Linked DNA regions of Athene noctua: region 1 is linked to region 2. A link is a contact called in public Hi-C data. All regions are on one chromosome and are shown on one strand. Each heading gives the region's core, a stretch centred on a gene start, on an enhancer-like site or on the middle of the called end of the contact. The rest is flanking DNA. Distances are from core to core; before and after follow the strand shown.

Region 1 (4,656 bases), core at 1,048-3,547, 210 kb after region 2:
GATCCACACTATTCCACAGGGCAAAAGTAGAGCTGCTGCTTTTCTGTACCAGAATCAGGCCAGTAGTCACACGTGTGCAGTAAAACTTGTGGAAGGGGCAGAAAGAAGAGGAAATTTTAGTGCAGGGACCAGGACAGGAATTTTGCCAATTACCTTGTTAAGAGGAAAAGGTTTCTCCTGCCTTCTTCACCTGGAATTGGCCATTGATTCCGCTACGAAATTTTACTTTTCAGATCACAGAGGACATTCCAATGAGCTGTTCAGTCAAAGAAGTTCCCATATGTGTGCAAAAGCTTAAGTAAGTAGGACAGTAGAGATCAGAGAGTGAAAAGGTAACATGCTCCTTGCAAAAGCTATTTTTTAATGCACCAACAGTGTTATTCTGCACCAAATGTACATTTTCAGAGATTTTGATTCCCTGTGCCCCATAGAGCAGCCCTCCCATGAAGCATGATAGCGTTTGCTTCTTTTCTCCCCAAAACAGATGTAAAATTCAAAACCAATAGTGAAGTCCTGTAACAGCTAGATGATCAAATGCAACAAAAGGGAAGAAAGGGAGAACACTTCAGCAAGTGCCAAACATATACGCAATGTGAGGGTGCTTTTATCTGTTCTTTCACTGTCTGCTACCAATTTGAAGATAATATTTTAATCATTTATGCATAAATGAGTAAAATCAATCGTGAAGTTACACTGGGTGTTTTTGTGGCATTTACTTAAAAAGGTAAGTTATCAGTCACCTAGAAATTCAGCGGACACCACCACCTCTGGCCTTTCTTAACACTGCTTGCTTATTTAAAAAGATGGATGGGAATTTATTTTGGTCCTGTTTAGCACAGGTTGTTCGGTATGGCAAACCAACCGCTTCCACTGGTCTCCAGAGAGAAACTCTCTGACATAAAGGAACAAGCTCTTCTATTCATTATAAAATTTCCTATATTCATTAAAAATATATCTAAGATCAATCCAGGGATAAACACATGGCCATTCATCTTAAAAGGTTAGTTGGTTGATAAATATATTATATAGCTTGCATAAAAATGTCCAGTTTGACCTTTTTCTTCTAAACTGCTGTGATCCACAATTTCCATGGAGCTTGTATATCAGCACAGCTGTCACATTTATTTTGCATCCACACAGAAGCTGACTTCCATGGTGCGTGCAAAATATCCCTTAAATCACCGCTTTAAAAAACGTGCCTCAGACTTGCTTGAAACACGTTAAATGGGAACGGATCGGTGCAAACCGTCCAGTGGAAGTAAGCTGAAGAGCGCAGAATTTACTGCTGCATTAATTGCCAGAGAAAATGGATGTGCTAGAGGGTGTCTTCAGCCTGTGCTGTGTTTTTTTCAGCCCCTACCCTTGATCCTTTTTGGAGCAGGGCTTGGCATCCCCAAGGGTTCAGGATGCTCCGACGATGGGTAAGAGCGGAGGTGAGGAACGGAGCAGCACATCAGGTCGGGCTGAGCCAGCGCTGAGGGATCTGGTGGGCTTGGGAAAGGTCAGGGTGAGGGTCATGGTTGGGCTTTTCCAACCTGGATGGTTCTGTGATACCTGGCTCCTCATTTTGACAAGCCAGTAAGGAAATCTTGCCTTCCTCTTTGCTTCGGCCACTTGGCGTAACACCCTCCCTTCTCATAGACGTCAGCATTAATGATTTTTATATTATTACACAGTATTAGAGTTCAAGTCTTTGGTCTCTGCACGTGCTGTGACCCACCTATCCCCCTAAGTCGTGGCGGGGGGAAATGAAAGCTATAAAATGTGTAAATCACCACACTTGTCCTGGGTTTGGCACGACGACGGGGGGATGGAGGCCGAAGAGCTCCCGGCCAGAGTCGGAGCACAGGCAGCGGCGCGGGCTGTGCCATCTGGCGCCGGGCGGCGCTCAGGCTGGACACGGGCCATCAGGTGCCACCAACTCCGAGGGACGGGGACAGGGGGACGGGGCCCGCCTGGGGTGCAGGGCCCGGCGGCGCCTCAGCGGACGCAGCCCAGGCCTCCCTCATGGCGGGATGGTGGATGCCAGCCGGCCACCGTCGCACCTTCGTCTCCACTCAGTGCCACCTCTGCCATGAAGAGCTTCGTCTCCCCCCTCACCCCCAGCCCTGCCTCCCCCCTCAGGCACCCGCGGGCCGGAGCTCCCGCCCGGCCGGGGCCTTCCAGCCACCTGCGGGTTCCCCCGCTCGCCCCCCCGCGCCTCTTTTCGCGGGAGCGGGTGGTTGGAAGACGAAGATCGGGCCGGGCTGTGGTTGGCGCGCCCGCCCGCCCCCGGCCGGCGGCGCAGGCGCAGTGCCCGCATTCCATCATGGCGGAGCGGTCGGTTGGCGGTCGGCAGCGCCGGGCTTGAGGCGGGGGCTGCGGCGCCGCGGACGGTCAGTGCTGCCGCGCCGAGGACCGGGACCGGGGTGGGGGGACACACACGTTCCCCTGGGCTCCCTTTGCCCTCGGTTTCCCGCGCGGGGGAGGGAGGAGGGCGGCGGGCGGCGGGGCCGGGCCGGGGAGAGCGGCGCTCCCCACCCAAGGCGCGGTGGGCAGTGCCAGGAGCTGGCGGCCGGCTCGACCCGCCGGCGGCGGGGCGCGGAGCGGAGCCCCGCGGTGGGGAGCGGAGCCCCGCCGAGGCCGGGGAGGAGGAGGGAGGCGGGGGGGTGCCGGCCCGTCTGTGGCGGGACGACGGCCGGGAGAAAACGGGGGGGGGGGAGGGAGGGGGGGGGGTAGTGGGAGACCCGCTGTGTGGGACGGGGCGGGGGGCAGCGGGGTGCCCGCCGTGTGGGGGGACGGGGGGACCCCGGGTGTTGGGAGGGGGGAGCCCGGGGTGTGAGCAGGTTTGGGGGTGGACGTGGCGCAGGGGGCAGGTGGGGGCAGCGCGGCGTGTGGGAGAGGATGGGCTGTTGGGGTGCGGGGGGGGGCTGCAGGGGTGGGCGCGGGGGATCTGCCCCGGGAGAACCGGGGGAGTTGGGGTGCTGGGGCTGGCGGGGGGGGGGGGGGGTGAGGTCCTAACGGGGCAGCCCCGCTGGTGGGGGGGGTGGGCTGAGGAGACGGAGGGGGCCGGGGCTGCGGCGGTTCCCCTCGCAGGGCGGGGGGGTCTCGCTTGGGTTTCAGCGAGCCCCGCTGCGCCCCCGCGGGTGGGGTTCGTGCCAGCGGTCTCCCCAGACTCTCCCTTCCCTCCGCCCGTTCCTGCTCCTTTCCTTAGCGCACAAATTCTCCGTCTCTCTCTTCCCCCCCCCCCCCCCCCCCCCTTTTTCGTTGAGGAGGGGGGGGGGAGGAGGATCTGAAGTCGTGTGTGTGTGTGTCCCCCAGCTTCCCCCTTGCCGCCCCCCCCCCCTCCCTTTCTCCCTCCTCGGCAGCCGGAGCTGCTGCCTGCAAATGCCACGTAGCCTTCTGGTTGTTCCCCTTGGCTGATCAGCAGCTCGAGTACCAGACACCTCCCCCAGCTCCTCCTGGGGTCGGGGCAGGGGGAGGTCAGTCCTGTCATCCACTGTTTGGGTGGTGACCAGCTCTTACCCTCCCCCATCCTGCTTTGTCCCCCTCTGCCTTGGGGGCAGCAGCAAAGGTGGGGACCCTACTGTGGCTGCTTTTCAGCGCAATCCTATTTTACTGCCTCTTACAAAAGGCTCTTGACTTCAAGCAACGTGCGGGTGCCTTTCCTAGGGAGGGCTGGGGGGGGGGAAACACGACGACGACACGAGTCTCCGGGGTTTCGTGGCCCCCCAGCCTCAGCAGCCCCCCTGCTGCCTCTTCTTGAAGCTCTTGGTGCGCGGCACATGGCAGTCACCTCAGGAAACAGGGTAATAATGCTTGCTGGCAGGTGTATTTGCTTCCTTCAGCAGCTTGCTCTCAGCTGGTTTCTGAGTTTTCTTTCTGTCTAAAACTTGCTACTCGGACCTCTCGTTGGAACGGTGGACGTTGGCTGTAAAGCGAATTGATTTTTATAATTTGAGGTTTCGATTTCTATCCAGTCTTCATCTAATTTGCCTCGTCTCTGTCCTCGTCTTCATCTAATTTACCTCGTTTCTGTCCTGTGGAAGCCGGGTTTTTACCACTGGCCGTCCTTCCTTGCTTTACCTGATGCCTAATTGTGAATATTGACACACGGTACTGCTGCAGATAAGTTCTTCAATTAGACCAGTGCCTGTGATCTGTGATTCCTAATGTTCTTCTAATGTATTTATCTTTATGACACTTGATTCAATAGGGAAATACTATCTCAGTCACAGATGGAAAGACTGAGGCACCGAAATATTTATGGCCCAAGGTCACACAGGAAGTATGTGGTGAGGCAGGGAATTGAATCTAGATTTCCTGAGACTCAGATTAGCATTTTAACCAGGGAAGCATCCTCTCTGTATTTTAAGCCAATAAATTGACCTTGGAGTTAATATCCAGTGTGGAAGAAAGCACTTGGTGTTTTGTTTAGTATCTTTGTGAGCTAAGAAGCAAAACCCGAGTTGCTTCCCACACTTGCATTCCTTTCCTTGTTTTTTTGTAATTTGTCTGTGAAAAAGGATAAGGTGGTAAAATAGGAGAGATGTTGACTTTCTCAAGGCTCTGTGTGTGTAATCATGCATGTTGAAAAACAGCCAGCTATTACGCTGTCCTCTCTTTTAGGTCTTTTTACCTTACTGTGTTCCAACTCTCTGAAAGTTTTGGAATGCT
Region 2 (4,563 bases), core at 1,779-4,278:
TGATAAAGATGATCTCAGAACAAATACCAGTAAACTAAACCCAGGGTATTTTAGTAGAAAGGAAAATCAGAAATGTTATGGAATTCAAAATAATAAGTGATATTACTTGTTTAGATGTCTTGGGATTTCACAGCCTAAACTGCAGCCAACATATGGCAAAAGACTGAAAGCAAACTGGGTCGGTACTAAGAGGCTGATGCAAAAGCATTTTAGAGGTGAAGTGGTGGAGACCCCGTAGAGATCTCTTCATTCAGTCAAACAGCCTGATGATTTCAGGATGGTTAAAAAAAATTCTGAATTTTCTTATATCTATGCATCTCTGGATGGAATTTGTCTTCCCAGACCTGGTACTTCAGATTGCAACTGCTCCAAAAAATACAGTCAGAGTATCGTATGAGGAGCTTTATTGGGAAGGAGTTACTGACAGAATTGATAGTTGTTATCAGGTGTGTAAGGACAGAAGAAATTGTTTGATGATACTGGAGTTACTCTCTCCTGAACACTGCACATTTTAAATAAGTTTTGAACACGCTGAGATAAATGATTGTTGCAGATGCTACAGATAGAAATGCAAAGGAAAAAAAAAAAATCACAACAAATCTCATGAGAGTTCCAAGTGTTGCAAATTTAGCAAGTGCAAATGTCAAAAACAAAAATATATTTTAAAATTTTTATCTGAGCAGAGTTTTTCAAGGTGTGTCCATCCCTTGCAACAGATCACAGGTTGTACAGTACAGATATTGCATCAGCCGTACAGAAAACTTACTTAATCTGTTTCAAAATCTGTGTTTCAGGGACTCTGATGAGAGTATAGCTTAACTTATTCCTAACATGCTAAAGCTAGGAAGTATGGGCATTATTTTTTTGCTTGTTTCTTGGTAAAATCAGGTAAAAGCGTTTTCTGTTGCTAGACAGAGTCAGGTTAAATAGACGTAAAAGACTTTGTTCTTCTCTGACTGAAGTCAAAGTCAAAATTCTTATTAACATGAAAGGGAGAAATATCAAACCTATGATCTTGAAAGGAAATAACAGTGGCATTGCCTCTGTAGAATAGGAACGTGCTTTGAATGCTGGAATACACTCTGCATTTGGTTTATACTTAGAGGAATTACTTATTGCAATATTTGCATAGTGTTCAGTTCTGTTTAATTACAGCTGTCTGCGAGGAAGAGTTCCACGGCGTAGGCACCAGATTCAAACCAGATTTCTTTCTAGAGCCATAAAGTCAAATTCCAGGGAGACGGACGCAGACTTTCATCCGTATGAAGGAGAAGATCGTTTCAGACAGTCTCATACATGAAGCCTTTTCTTCTTGTTGCCCTTTGGAGACATTAAATGAATGGAGATGTATTGCCTGTCTCCTTGGCTGCTGAAGATCCCTTAGGCTGTATTTCACAAGGGAAGGGAGGCAGCTTGACTAAAAATATCCCCATCCCTGTGCCATGCTGGATGTGGCCCAGAGACGCCTCCTTTACACCAGTGATGCACTCCCAGTGTAAAATACGAAGTATTAGAGGTTATGTGTGATTGTCTGCACGAACAGTGCGTGAAGTTAAAAGGAAAGAAAATGATTGCTGTGGAGACAGGCTCGAGAAACGTTGCAATGGACGCTCGGGCTGCTGCTCACTGCTGTCCCCTCACCGCCACAGTCAGCCTCGCCCAGATTTCGGGCTGGTTTTAGGTCTTTTCAGGCAGGAGTTTGAACCCTGCTGTTGCCCGTGAAGCTCCCCGTGCAGCCACGGAGCTGCACAGCCCCTACAGCAACAGCCGCGGGGGTTCTAGAAAGCTCCAGGAGAATTAAGGCTGCTCCAACAAGGCCTGTGCCAGGGGCTGGCGTGGCGGGCTCGGCCCCAGCGCCGAGGTCAGGCAGCAGTGCCCTCGCCCAGCCGACCCCACACCAAACTGCTCAAAGCACCACACGGCTTCTTGCAGGGTGCCGTCCTCCGCACCACCGGGAGGAGAAAAGGAAGTTTTGGTTCCTCCGTGGCGTTTCTGCAATTGGGCCACAACAACCCCCAGCAGGGCTACAGGCGTGGGGAGGAGCGGCTGGAGAGCTCCCGGTCAGAGAGGGACTGGGGGGGTTGAGAATGAGCCAGAGTGTGCCCAGGGGGCCAAGGAGGGCAACGGCATCCTGGCTTGTGTCAGCACTGGCGTGGCCAGCAGGGACAGGGAAGGGATCTGAGCCCTGGGCTCGGCACTGGGGAGGCCGCCCCTCGGGGAGTGGGTTCAGTGTTGGGCCCCTCACCCCAAAAAGGCCATTGAATGACTCGAGCGTGGCCAGAGAAGGGCAACGGAGCTGGGGCAGGGTCTGGAGCACAGGTCTGCTGGGGAGCGGCTGGGGGAACTGGGGGGGTTCAGTCTGGAGAAGAGGAGGCTGAGGGGAGACCTCCTGGCCCTCTGCAACTCCCTGCCAGGAGGGGGCAGAGAGGGGGGATGAGTCTCTGGAGCCAAGGCCCCAGCGCCAGGCCCCGAGGGAATGGCCTCAAGCTGCCCAGGGCAGGGTCAGGCTGGCTCTGAGGAAGGATTTCTGTGCAGAAGGGGCTGTTGGGCGTTGGAATGGGCTGCCCAGGGCAGGGGGGAGTCCCCGGGATCCCTGGAGGGGTTGAAGAGTCGGGCTGAGCCAGCGCTGAGGGATCTGGGGGAGTTGGGAACGGTCAGGGGGAGGGTCATGGTTGGGCTGGAGGAGCTGCAAGGGCTTTTCCAACCCGGATGGTTCTGGGATTCTGTTTATGACACCCCTCCCTTTTGGGGCCAAGGGCTTTGCCCTTGTAATGGTGTCTGGGCATCATTAAACCTCTTATCCAGCATCACTTTCTGAGGGGATGCAGGAGGTTCGCAGGGCCGAGGTGGGAAGCGGGGACCCCCCTCCCCGTGTCCCCAGCGCAGCCGCCATCGCGCCCTTCCCTCCGGCGGGCTGAGCGCGGCGGGTGAGCCGCCCGGCCGGCAGGGGGCGCCCCTCCCTCCTCCCGCCCCGCCCGCGGAGGGGCGGGGCTCGGCGGAGGCCGCCCCCAGCGCGGGGCGGGGCGTGGCCCGCGCCGGGTGGCCCCGCCCCGCCGGTCCGAGGCTCCTCAGCGGGGAGGCGGCGGTGCGCAGGAGCGGCAAGATGGTGAAGATCGCCTTCAACTCGCCCTTCGCCCAGAAGGACGAGCCCAAGAAGGAGGCGGCCGAGGCGCTGGTGGCCGACAAGGTGCGCGGAGCGGGGTCTCTCGCTGCCGGGCTGCGGCGGGCGGAGCGGGGCCGAGGGGACGGCGGCGGGGGCAGGAGGAGGTGGAAGCCGCCGCCATCTTCTCGCCGCGGCTGCGGGCCGGGGGAAGGCGGCGGGCACCCCCCGGGCCTGCGGCGTGCCTGGCGGCCGCCGCACCGCTCCCTCCGCCGCTGGGGCAGCCTTCCAGCGCGGGGGCGATCGCCCTGCGGGTTGCCCCGGGGAGCGGGGGTTTGCGGGGGTGTCGCTCCCCTCAGGGCGGTGCGGGGCTGGGAGGGCCCGGCCGCGCCGCTGCAGCGGTTTGCGGTTCCCTCCCCGCAGCCGTTGCGCCAGCCCGGCTGCCGCTGGGGAGGCCCCGGGCGGTGCCGAGCTGCGGGCTGGCGTGACATACCGGGGATAGCTTCGGGCCCGCACGCCGCGGGCAGGCCCGGTTGTTTATCTCGCAGCTGGGCCCGCGCCAGGGCCGTGCTTCCTGACGGGGTTTTAAACCTCCGTAGCTCGCAGGCGGGGGAGTCCTGCGCCCTGGCGAGCTCCCCGGGGCTCGGCTCCGTCCCGGCCAGCCCGGGGAAGGGCGCGGGGAACGCGCCGTGCCCTCGGCGGCAGGATGGTCCCCCCAGGAGAGAGCAGGCTGGCAGCGGCGTCTTCCAGGCGAACAAAGTGGGTTAGGGCTCATCCCCCGCTCGCTGCTGCTCCGAAACCATCGTAGGCAGCGAGTTGGAGAGCAGCGCTGTGGTGAGGTGTCTGCGCTTCTGTTATGTCTAGCTTAATTTAAGAAGCTTGCCATAAAGGGTTTTAAATAGAAACCCAGGCAAGTACTCTGTGGTTGGCTTTTCCTTCCTAACGAGGTGCCGTGTCGCTGACTTAAATCGAACTTTCCAAATCTGTGGGAAACTTTATTTTGAAGATGTCCTGCTTACCTGCTGATGTTTTTTAGTCAGATGAAGATCTAGGTAGATAAATCAGTAGCTCTAGAGGAGGAATATGGGATGGACCGAGTTTATTTGTAATCAGGGAGTGGGACTATTAACAAAACAAAAACACCTGTGGACTTGGACTCTAGTGCCTTTTTTTTTTCCCCCTTTGAAGCTGTAATCAGGAAAGCAGCTTGCCTTCCAGCCTGCAGAGCCTCTGCCTCCCCTGAAACAGCCTTCCTTTAAAAGTTGAAGTGGTGCAGAGTGGTGTTACTGCTCAGTGGGCTCTTCTGAGCTGTAGTTGTATGTGTGCATAGTTAATACAGTAGCACTGAACTACTAGATCCAAAGGAGGGGGAGAAAGTAGTGAAACGGTGTGAATAAATGACTAATTTAAATTTTGAAAATGTCATTAACCTGGCCTGTTCCTTGTAGGACAATCTCGACACC

Evidence for each region. Hi-C and Micro-C count contacts between places; a contact is called where the count stands out from the background.
Region 1: a Hi-C map of heart shows a contact between it and region 2, with 2.7 times the contacts expected there. The contact joins the promoter of LOC141964680 here to the promoter of ITM2A in region 2. A contact is called at or near these places in 2 of 2 Hi-C or Micro-C datasets (heart and liver).

The regions. Positions count from the first base shown.
Region 1 is chr11:23,754,012-23,758,667 of bAthNoc1.hap1.1, forward strand. LOC141964680 (fibronectin type-III domain-containing protein 3a-like) reads left to right here and starts at 2,298. Exons shown (of 27, transcript XM_074915356.1): 1 at 2,298-2,375.
Region 2 is chr11:23,539,007-23,543,569 of bAthNoc1.hap1.1, forward strand. ITM2A (integral membrane protein 2A) reads left to right here and starts at 3,029. Exons shown (of 6, transcript XM_074915159.1): 1 at 3,029-3,201. The coding sequence starts at 3,104.